Linked DNA regions of Vulpes vulpes: region 1 is linked to region 2. Evidence: chromatin contacts called from public Hi-C data. All regions are on one chromosome and are shown on one strand. Each heading gives the region's core, a stretch centred on a gene start, on an enhancer-like site or on the middle of the called end of the contact. The rest is flanking DNA. Distances are from core to core; before and after follow the strand shown. Region 1 holds the start of SSBP2 (single stranded DNA binding protein 2). Region 2 holds the start of ATG10 (autophagy related 10).

Evidence for each region. Hi-C and Micro-C count contacts between places; a contact is called where the count stands out from the background.
Region 1: a Hi-C map of skeletal muscle shows a contact between it and region 2, with 2.5 times the contacts expected there. The contact joins the promoter of SSBP2 here to the promoter of ATG10 in region 2. A contact is called at or near these places in 2 of 3 Hi-C or Micro-C datasets (both in skeletal muscle).

Annotation. Positions count from the first base shown.
Region 1 is chr14:73,495,997-73,499,876 of VulVul3, forward strand. SSBP2 (single stranded DNA binding protein 2) reads left to right here and starts at 2,407. Exons shown (of 17, transcript XM_025992948.2): 1 at 2,407-2,609. The coding sequence starts at 2,548.
Region 2 is chr14:73,317,141-73,321,367 of VulVul3, forward strand. ATG10 (autophagy related 10) reads right to left here and starts at 2,485. Exons shown (of 8, transcript XM_025992944.2): 1 at 1,999-2,485.

The sequences.
Region 1 (3,880 bases), core at 1,157-3,656, 180 kb after region 2:
CATCCACAAAATTTCTTAGTGAGTTGGTTTGGGGTGGGGGGTCCCAGATCTTGTATTTTAAACAAAAGCCAACTAAAAACAAATCCTCCTAGGGTAATTCTAATGTGCCATGACTAAGAACAATAGAGAACCTCAATACTAGTGCAAGGATGAGAACTAATTTGTTATTTAGATAACAGTACAAAGCCTACTCTTGGTCTTTAATGGAAAACTTACCTTAGTCCAAGTGTGGGCAGGAGCATGGATTAGCAGCTGCCATAGCTCTGTCTTTGACAACATTCTGTAAGCGTCACTTTTAGGGAGTATTCTGTGGGTCATGATCCTTGAGATGCTGATAATTTTCTGGGTTAAAGCCAATGAAGATTGATAACTGAACAACAAATGACATATGGTAACTCTGAAGGTAGAGTCTATAAACAGTGGTAGCCTTATTCATATCTGAACATTTTGAGCAGAAGTTCATCAAAAGACTTACTCACTCAGCATCACTACTTCCTTCTGAGTCCATGAATGCCATGTCTCCACCACCAAATCACCGTGGTTCACTGTAAACTGAAAGAGGGATTTTGAAATAGAAATGACAAATGACTTCTCATGGAAACTAATCAGCTTAAGCCTAAGTGATTTTTTTTTCATTTTCTTCATCCTCACTTCCATGGGTTGGATTTTTGTCCTTTTAATAAGGACACTTTTATTTTGCTTGAGTCTTTCTACCATAATGTCAGTCCTCTATTGTTTTTGCCATCTTCTTTTGCTATCATATTGTTTTCTTCATTTAATCTTATGTCTTTTATTCTTTCCTATCTTTCTACTTTTTCCAACTAAAAAAATTCTCTAACACTAGAATAGCAGTCCCTTTTTCATTTTCCCCCAGGTTTTGATTTATGTTTGGTTACCAACCCCTTTTCTCAGTCTCTCTCTTTCTTACTAACTGCCCTTCCTTAACCTTCTGTTGATGTTTCATTCCTATCATTTGCTGTGGCTGGCCATATAAACCCATTTCTTTCCATTCCATTTATCCCTATAGCTCCATGTGCATTTTTAGGGTGCTACTACTAAAAGCGTAAACCTCTATGTGAGAAATAGAAAGGTAGCTCTCCCAATCTACATCCTATTTTCCCTCCCTCCCATAGCCGTTCCATGTCTATTCATCTGTTCCTGATGTCTCCTCAGTCTGACCCCCACCTGCAACCCCTCTTCCTCTGTCATTCCCTATTTGATGCCCATGTCTTCTTTCTAACCCCATTTGCACTCTGTCTGATTTTGCATCCAAGGATCTCCACAAGATAAAGGATGGAGTTCTATCGGGAGCCAGATTGTGTCTCTCGAAAACTTTCTGCACATCTATTGAAACGGGATTAGGGGCTTTGATCCTGAAATATTCCTAGGCAAGCCTGTCTGCTGTGGCACAACTTTGCCCACCTTGGAGGAGGGCTGGGGCCTACTCCGATGGACGAGGGCAGGGGTGTCTTTAAAGGCCTTTAGTGGCCCTTTCCACTTCGAAGGTTGGCAAAAGTGGGCATCGCCCAAGCAAGGCTGGAAAAGCAGAGCAGGTGGGGATGCCTGGAGCCCTGTCCTGGGGCGCCCGGCCCGGCAAGGCCCGGCCGGGGAGTGCTGCGCGGGTGCCCCGGGGTCGGGGCTGCGGGGCCCGCCGTCCGGGGAGGAGGCGCACCCCGGGGGAGGCGAGGCAGGCCCGAGGCCGGGTGTTCCCCGGGGAGGCAGGGCGCGGCCCCCGGGGCGAGGCGACGCCACCCCCGCGGCGCCGGGCCCAGGCCCTCCCCGGGAGGAAAGGCGAGGCGCCCGGGAGGCTCCCGCAGGAGGTCGAGGGACCCGCGCGACCGTCCCTCGCCAGCCGGGCCCCTGGGAGCCGGGCGGGGGCGGGGGGGACGACACCCCAGGGAGCAGGGCTGCGGGCGGCAGAGGTCACCCCAGGGTACGGGCGCGGGTCGCAGGCAGCAGGGGCGCGGGGCCGGGGGCGGGCGGGGGCTCCCCCGAAGGCTGGGGCCGCAGGTCTGCCCGCCCAGCCGCCGGGCGCCCCGAAGTCTGGGGCCGCCGCGGCTCCAGCTCCGCCGGCTCCTCCCGGCGACTCCAGGCCGCACTTTCCCCTCCTCCCGGCGCCTTCTCTCCAGTGAGGAGCCGAGCGCGGGCGGCGCGGGGGGAGGCGCGGCGGCGGAGGGAACAGCCAGTTGTTTAAAATCCTTCTAGAGCAGTTTCTAATTCCCCCCTTGCGCCGGGGTTCGGAGGGGGAGGGGGGAAAGAGAGCGGGAGGAGGGAGGAGAAGGGAGCGGGAAGGAGGGAGGGCGCCCGGGAGGGAGGGAGGGAGGAGCCTGCCGCTCAGGCTGGAGCCGCCGCCGCGCGCCCGGCGGGCCGGAGGGAGGGGAGGGCTGTCAGTCTCGCGCGTTGCCCGGGCGAAGGGGGCGGAGCTCCGGCGTGGGGCGGCCAATGGTGGGGGTGGCTGCGTGGGTCGCCATGGGGACGGGGCTGTTCCCGGGGAGGCTGTGATGGGTTGACAGGTGCGTGACAGTGGGAGCTGCTCTCGGCACAAGCATGTACGGCAAAGGCAAGAGTAACAGCAGCGCCGTCCCGTCCGACAGCCAGGCCCGGGAGAAGTAAGTGTCTCCGCTTCTCACCCACCTCCGCCTGCACACGCGCGCACACACACGCACGCACTCGCACACTCTCGGAGACACGCAGACCCAGACGCTCTCGGCCCGGGGAGAGCCGGGGGTGCGCCGGCAGGGGGAGGGGTGCGCGAGGCTGGGGGCGCGCGGGGCGGGGAGCGGCTGCCTCCCGGGAGGTGCCCGCGGGGGGCTGCGGGCGGGCGGGCGGGGGCGGCGCTGCTGCGGCGGAGGGAAACTTGTTTGGGTGACGGGGGGAATAACCCGCGGGCTCGCCTCCGCGCAAAGTAACTTTAGAGCCGGGGTCCGGGGCTGCGGGGACCCGGCGCGCTGCCCAGGGCGGCGGGGAGGGCGGGAGGGCGCAGCTGCGCGGAGCGGGGCTCGCGGCGGGGGCGGGGGCGTCCGGAGGGCGGGCGCGGCGGGCGGCGGGAGCGGCGGGAGCGGCGGGAGCGGCGCGGCGCCGGGCTTCGCGGCCGGGATCGCGGGCGAGGCGAGGCGAGGCGAGGCGAGGCGAGGGCGGCGGTGCCGGGCGCGCGGCGGGCGGAAGCGGGGCGCGGAGCGGCCGAGCGGGGCCCCGCGGGGCGCGGAGACGCGCGTGCGGGCGTCGGGCTGTCCGCGCGCGGAGGGGCCGCCGGCGGCCGCGGTGCCCGGTGCCCCGCGGGGCGGGCTGGTGGGCGCCGGCGGCGCCGCTGAAGTTTGGGGGCCCGGGACGGGTCGGGTTCCCGGGGAGGCCGAGCGTGCGGGCGGGCGGCGGGAGGCGCCGGGGCGGGCCGCTGCTCCTGCCCCCGGCCGGCACGCCCCACTCTCCGCCGCGGCCCGAGAACTTTTTTTGGAGACTTGGTGCCTGGCAGACGCCGGGGGCCGCGGGGACGGCGGGGGGCCCCCGCGGGGCGGCGGCGTGGGGGTCCGGGCGCTGCGGCGGCGGGCGGGGGCAGGGCTGGCCGGGGTCGCGGGGGGGCGCCGGGGGCGGGGGGCAGACACAGGTGTGGGCTCGGCTGGGGCCCGGGAGGCGGGCGGGGACGGAGCCCTCCCGGCCGGGATGCTGCCGCGGTCGCGGCGCGCTGCGAAGCGCGGCCGCTGGCTGCTGTGCTCACGTACTTGTAACGGGGATTGGGTTGTTGCTAAAAACGAGAGCGAACCGCGGCGGTGCCCCCCGAGGAAGAGCCCGGCTCTGCGCGCCGCGGGTCGGGGTTCCCGCCGCCCCCGCCCGAGGCTGAGGCCCCGCGCCCCGCCCCGCCTCCGCGAGGGGTTCGCGCTGCGGG
Region 2 (4,227 bases), core at 1,235-3,734:
TATCTTTCTCAGAAATTTATAAGCATTAGGAACCGCTATCAAGCTATAATTTGTCACAAAACATTATGCCCAACTTGATTGTCTCACGAAGTAGCAGTGTCTCCGTTAATATTAAATAAAGGGGGAAAGGAGTGGCCAAGGGAGAAGGTAAGGAGAAATAATCTCCTAACAGTCTATCCATATCCAAATGAATCCAGTGTAGAACTAGGAGAAATTGTTTCCACTAACTTCCTCAATCAAAACACCAACAACGATTTTTGATCCTTGTAATTACAATGCCTTAACTTGAATTTCTCAAGGGCTCAACGTTGCTTTTTTTGATCAGATTTTCATTTTGTAAATGTTTCCTTCTGTCCGTATTGGGACTCTTCCGAGGCGACAAGGGAAGGATTCTACTTGGGGTCCCACAATGCTGCCGAGTCCTACAGTGGGCCTGTTTCCCAATTCTGAGAAGTACGGACTTAAGTTTTTGCCCCCTGGAGACTGAGGTCACTGTGCAATCATAACTTTTTAAGTTATAAACATGATTCGCACAAAGCCAGTCTGTGGCAGAGATTTACTGGACTCATGATGAAGGAGCGAGCTGAATGGGGTCAAAGTCTTAAAAATCAAAAATAAATAAATAAAATTAAAATTTTGGCAATAGGGCAATGAAACCACAATCTTCAAGGGTATTTTTTTTTCTCTCCCAGTCAGGAATAATTTGCATTTCCAGTTAAAAAATAAATAACTAGGGCAGCCCGGGTGGCTCAGCGGTTTAGTGCCACCTTGGGTCGAGGTCATGATCCTGGAGACCCGGAATCGAGTCCCAAGTCGGGCTTTCTGAGTGAAGCCTGCTTCTCCTTCTGCCTGTGTCTCTGCCTCTCTCTCTCTCTCTGTGTGAATGAATGAATAAAATCTTAAAAATAAATAAATAAATAAGTAAGTAAGTAAGTAAGTGCTGGGCCTGAGCCCTGACCAACACAAAGTCGAGCAAGGGCACAGTGCCCTAGATGACGGATTCACCCGCAGGTGGGCCTCTCAGGCATGCAGGGCTCCCTTCTCAACTATCCTGCTACTTTTCCTCGATGTTTGTAAGCTTTGCCATCGCAGATGTTCGCGCCGCTAAATGCGTCGACTACGCCCCAATCCGTGACTTCAGACGCTACGCGTGGAGGGGTTATCCGGGAGACGCAGGGCTGCCGGCTGTGAATGCCAGCCAGCCATCCCTCCCAGATTCTCACGGAGTCCGAAACCCCTCCAAGTTGAGCGGGCCTGGGCGTCGGGGTCACCGCGGGTCACCGAGCAGCCTTTGTTCCCGGGTCCCCGCGGGCGCCGGAGCCCGGTCAGCGCGACCCCGCCGCCCCGGCAGCCCGCTCCGGGGCCCCGCCTCCGGGTCTTTGTTCGGGGTTGGCTGCCTGCCGCCCCCGCGCCGCCCTCGGCTGCGGGAGGCCCGTGCGGCGAGCGGCGCGGGCGACGGGGGCCGACGGGGGCCGCGCGAGTACTCACCCCGCTCCGCTCGGCCCCTGACCCCGCCGCCGGCCTAGCGCAGGCGGGGCCGCGGGCTGGGGGAGGGGAGCCGGGGCGGTGCCCAGCGCTCTGCCAGCGGCCGTCCGGCCAGCGGGCCCGGGCGGGGGGGCGACGGGCGGGCTCCCGGGGGCCACGGACGCCTCAGCACAGGACGGGAGCGAACGCGCCTACAGCCCGCAGCGGGTAGGCCCTGCCCTCCCTTCGCCACAGCCGCCGCGGCGACCGACGCGGAGCATGCGCACCAGCGCCTGCCGCGCCCCCTGGGCCTGGCTCGCGCGGGGGAGGGGCTGACGTCGCAGGCCGCGCGCGCAGGACTCGGGCCAGGGGGCGTGGCCTCGCAGCAGCCCCGGCCCCCGCGAGCCGAGGCCCCGCCCCCAGCCCAGCGCCGCCGGAAGCGAGCCGTGGCCGCGCGCCCCGCGAGCACGAGGGCGGCCGCCCGTGCAGGTGCCGCGCCGTCGCCACCTGTCCTTCCAACAAATAGCCACATACCTGGAAAACCAGTGAGTGACTGCTGGAGACGGGTCGGAGCGAGAACCTTCTCCGAGGTTGGAGTCCTAGCCGGCCGGCGTCCGTGCACGCGCTGAAACTCCTGTAAGCGCCTCAGCCACCAGTCACAAACACGGCTCCCTCCTTTGACCTAAGGACCCAGATAGACGGTAGCAGTTCGAGAGTTCCAGTAGTACCCTCTGGGGCACGTACCTCAGGAAAAAAAAAAAAGAAAGAAAAAACAGCAGAATTAAAATGGGGATGGGGGGGCGACTGTGGGGTAAAGACCACAGAAAAACGTAGAAGTAACTGTGGTAATCGAGCTGAAAGACTGAAAATGCAACAGCCGACATCTGAGGGGAAACTAGCATCTGCTCCTTGTAACACAACAGAATTAAATTTGTGTGGGAAAAAAAAGCGTAGCGAGTTGAAGACGTGAAAGGAAAACCTGCCTTCAAGCGCACGGGGCTCGGTTATGATCTTGTACCACAGTTACGTAAGAGGTCACCCCTGGGGAAAGCGAGGTGACGGATACGCGAGGTTCGGCACTATTTTTGCAGTCTCTTGTGAGTCTGTAATCATTTCACGATAAAAAGTGCTTAAAAAGGGACAGAGCACTGATCAATGGTGACCAGAGAAAGGGGTTGACTAAAGAAGAGCTTAAGGAAATTTGGGGGAGGGGGAATGATGGAACTGTTCGATAATTTAATTGTGTTAATGATTACACCTTTTTGGGTTTTTTTTTAAAGATTTTATTTATTCATGAGAGACACAGGTAGAAGAAGAAGCAGGCTCCACGCAGGGAGCGCAATGTGGGACACGATCCTGGGACCTCGGGGTCACGCCCTGGGCCACCCAGGTGTACCCTGATGACACCGTTTTTTGCTGGACAAAATTCATAACAGGGATAGATTTTACTGCATGTAAAATAAAACTCAAAAGATAGGGCTAGTAAGTGAACTTCCTAACATGTTTGAGTAACTGTGGATATAAATGAATTTGATAGTTGCCAATTAAAAACAATTCACAAGCTTTTTTTTTTTTTTTTTTTTTTTTTTTTTTTTTTGGTACAAGGAAGTGAGTTCTGAGTGAGAACTTTAGTGAATGGGTATTTCCTTCGACTTTAAACGGTTCCTCAAAAACCATAAAACTTTCACATACAGAAATAAGAATGGGGCAGCCCCGGTGGCGCAGCGGTTTAGCGCCGCCTGCAGCCCAGGGCCTGATCCTGGAGTCCTCGGATCGAGTCCCACGTCAGGCTCTCTGCATGGAGCCTGCTTCTCCCTCTGCCTGTGTCTCTGCCTCTCTCTCTCTCTCTCTGTGCATCTCTATGAATAAATAAATCTTAAAAAAAAAAAAAAGAAGAATGCATTGCTTGGCATCGTATCCAATAATCTAGAAACACTTTCATGCATCAATACCATGTTAACAAAAAACAAGTTTTTTGCACCTGAGATGTTTTTAAGTGTCATAATCCACCTGCCAAAACCAAAGAAACAGAGCAAGATAAATCAGGTAACTTCTATATACTTCCTTTCATCATATCACTCTTGACAAGAAACAGCCCTGGCCTGTTTAGGTGTTTACCCTACAACACTTCAGAGTGCTTTTGGGCAGAGTCTGTCATCAGTGCATAGCCAGCCTCCGGCAGAGTTCCTCACTAGTAATAAGTATTTGTGGAGTAAAACATTGATCACAAAAAGAGAAGGAAGCTAAAATTTGAGAACCCACCATAAGCCAGAAGCTTAGTTGAGTTTAGCTAACCATGTAATAACCACACAAGATAACCATTTTATAGATATGAAAACTGAGACTAACAATCAATTCCCTTTCATTCCTTGTTTCATTGGATTTCTCAGTTTTATTTGATCATGTTAATCACATCTACAAAGTCTTGCTTCCCTTAGCTCCCATAAATCCACAGTCCCCTGATTCTCCTTTGAGCTCCCTTGACCACTCCTTTACTTAACCTCATAGGCTTAGGTTTGTCCATCAGATGTATATTAATTCACAATAACCTTTAAGGAGTATGGTCCAAGAATGGGACACAAGTCTAAAGTTGCATGGTAGGGGCACCTGGGTGGCTCAGTTGCTTAGGCGTTCAACTCTTGGTTTTGGTTCAGGGTCCTGGGATCAATCCCTGGTCAGGTTGGGCTCCCCACTCAGTGGGGAGTCTGCCTGAAGATTCTCTCCCTCTCCCTTTGCCCCTCTCTTTTGCTCATATGCTCTCTC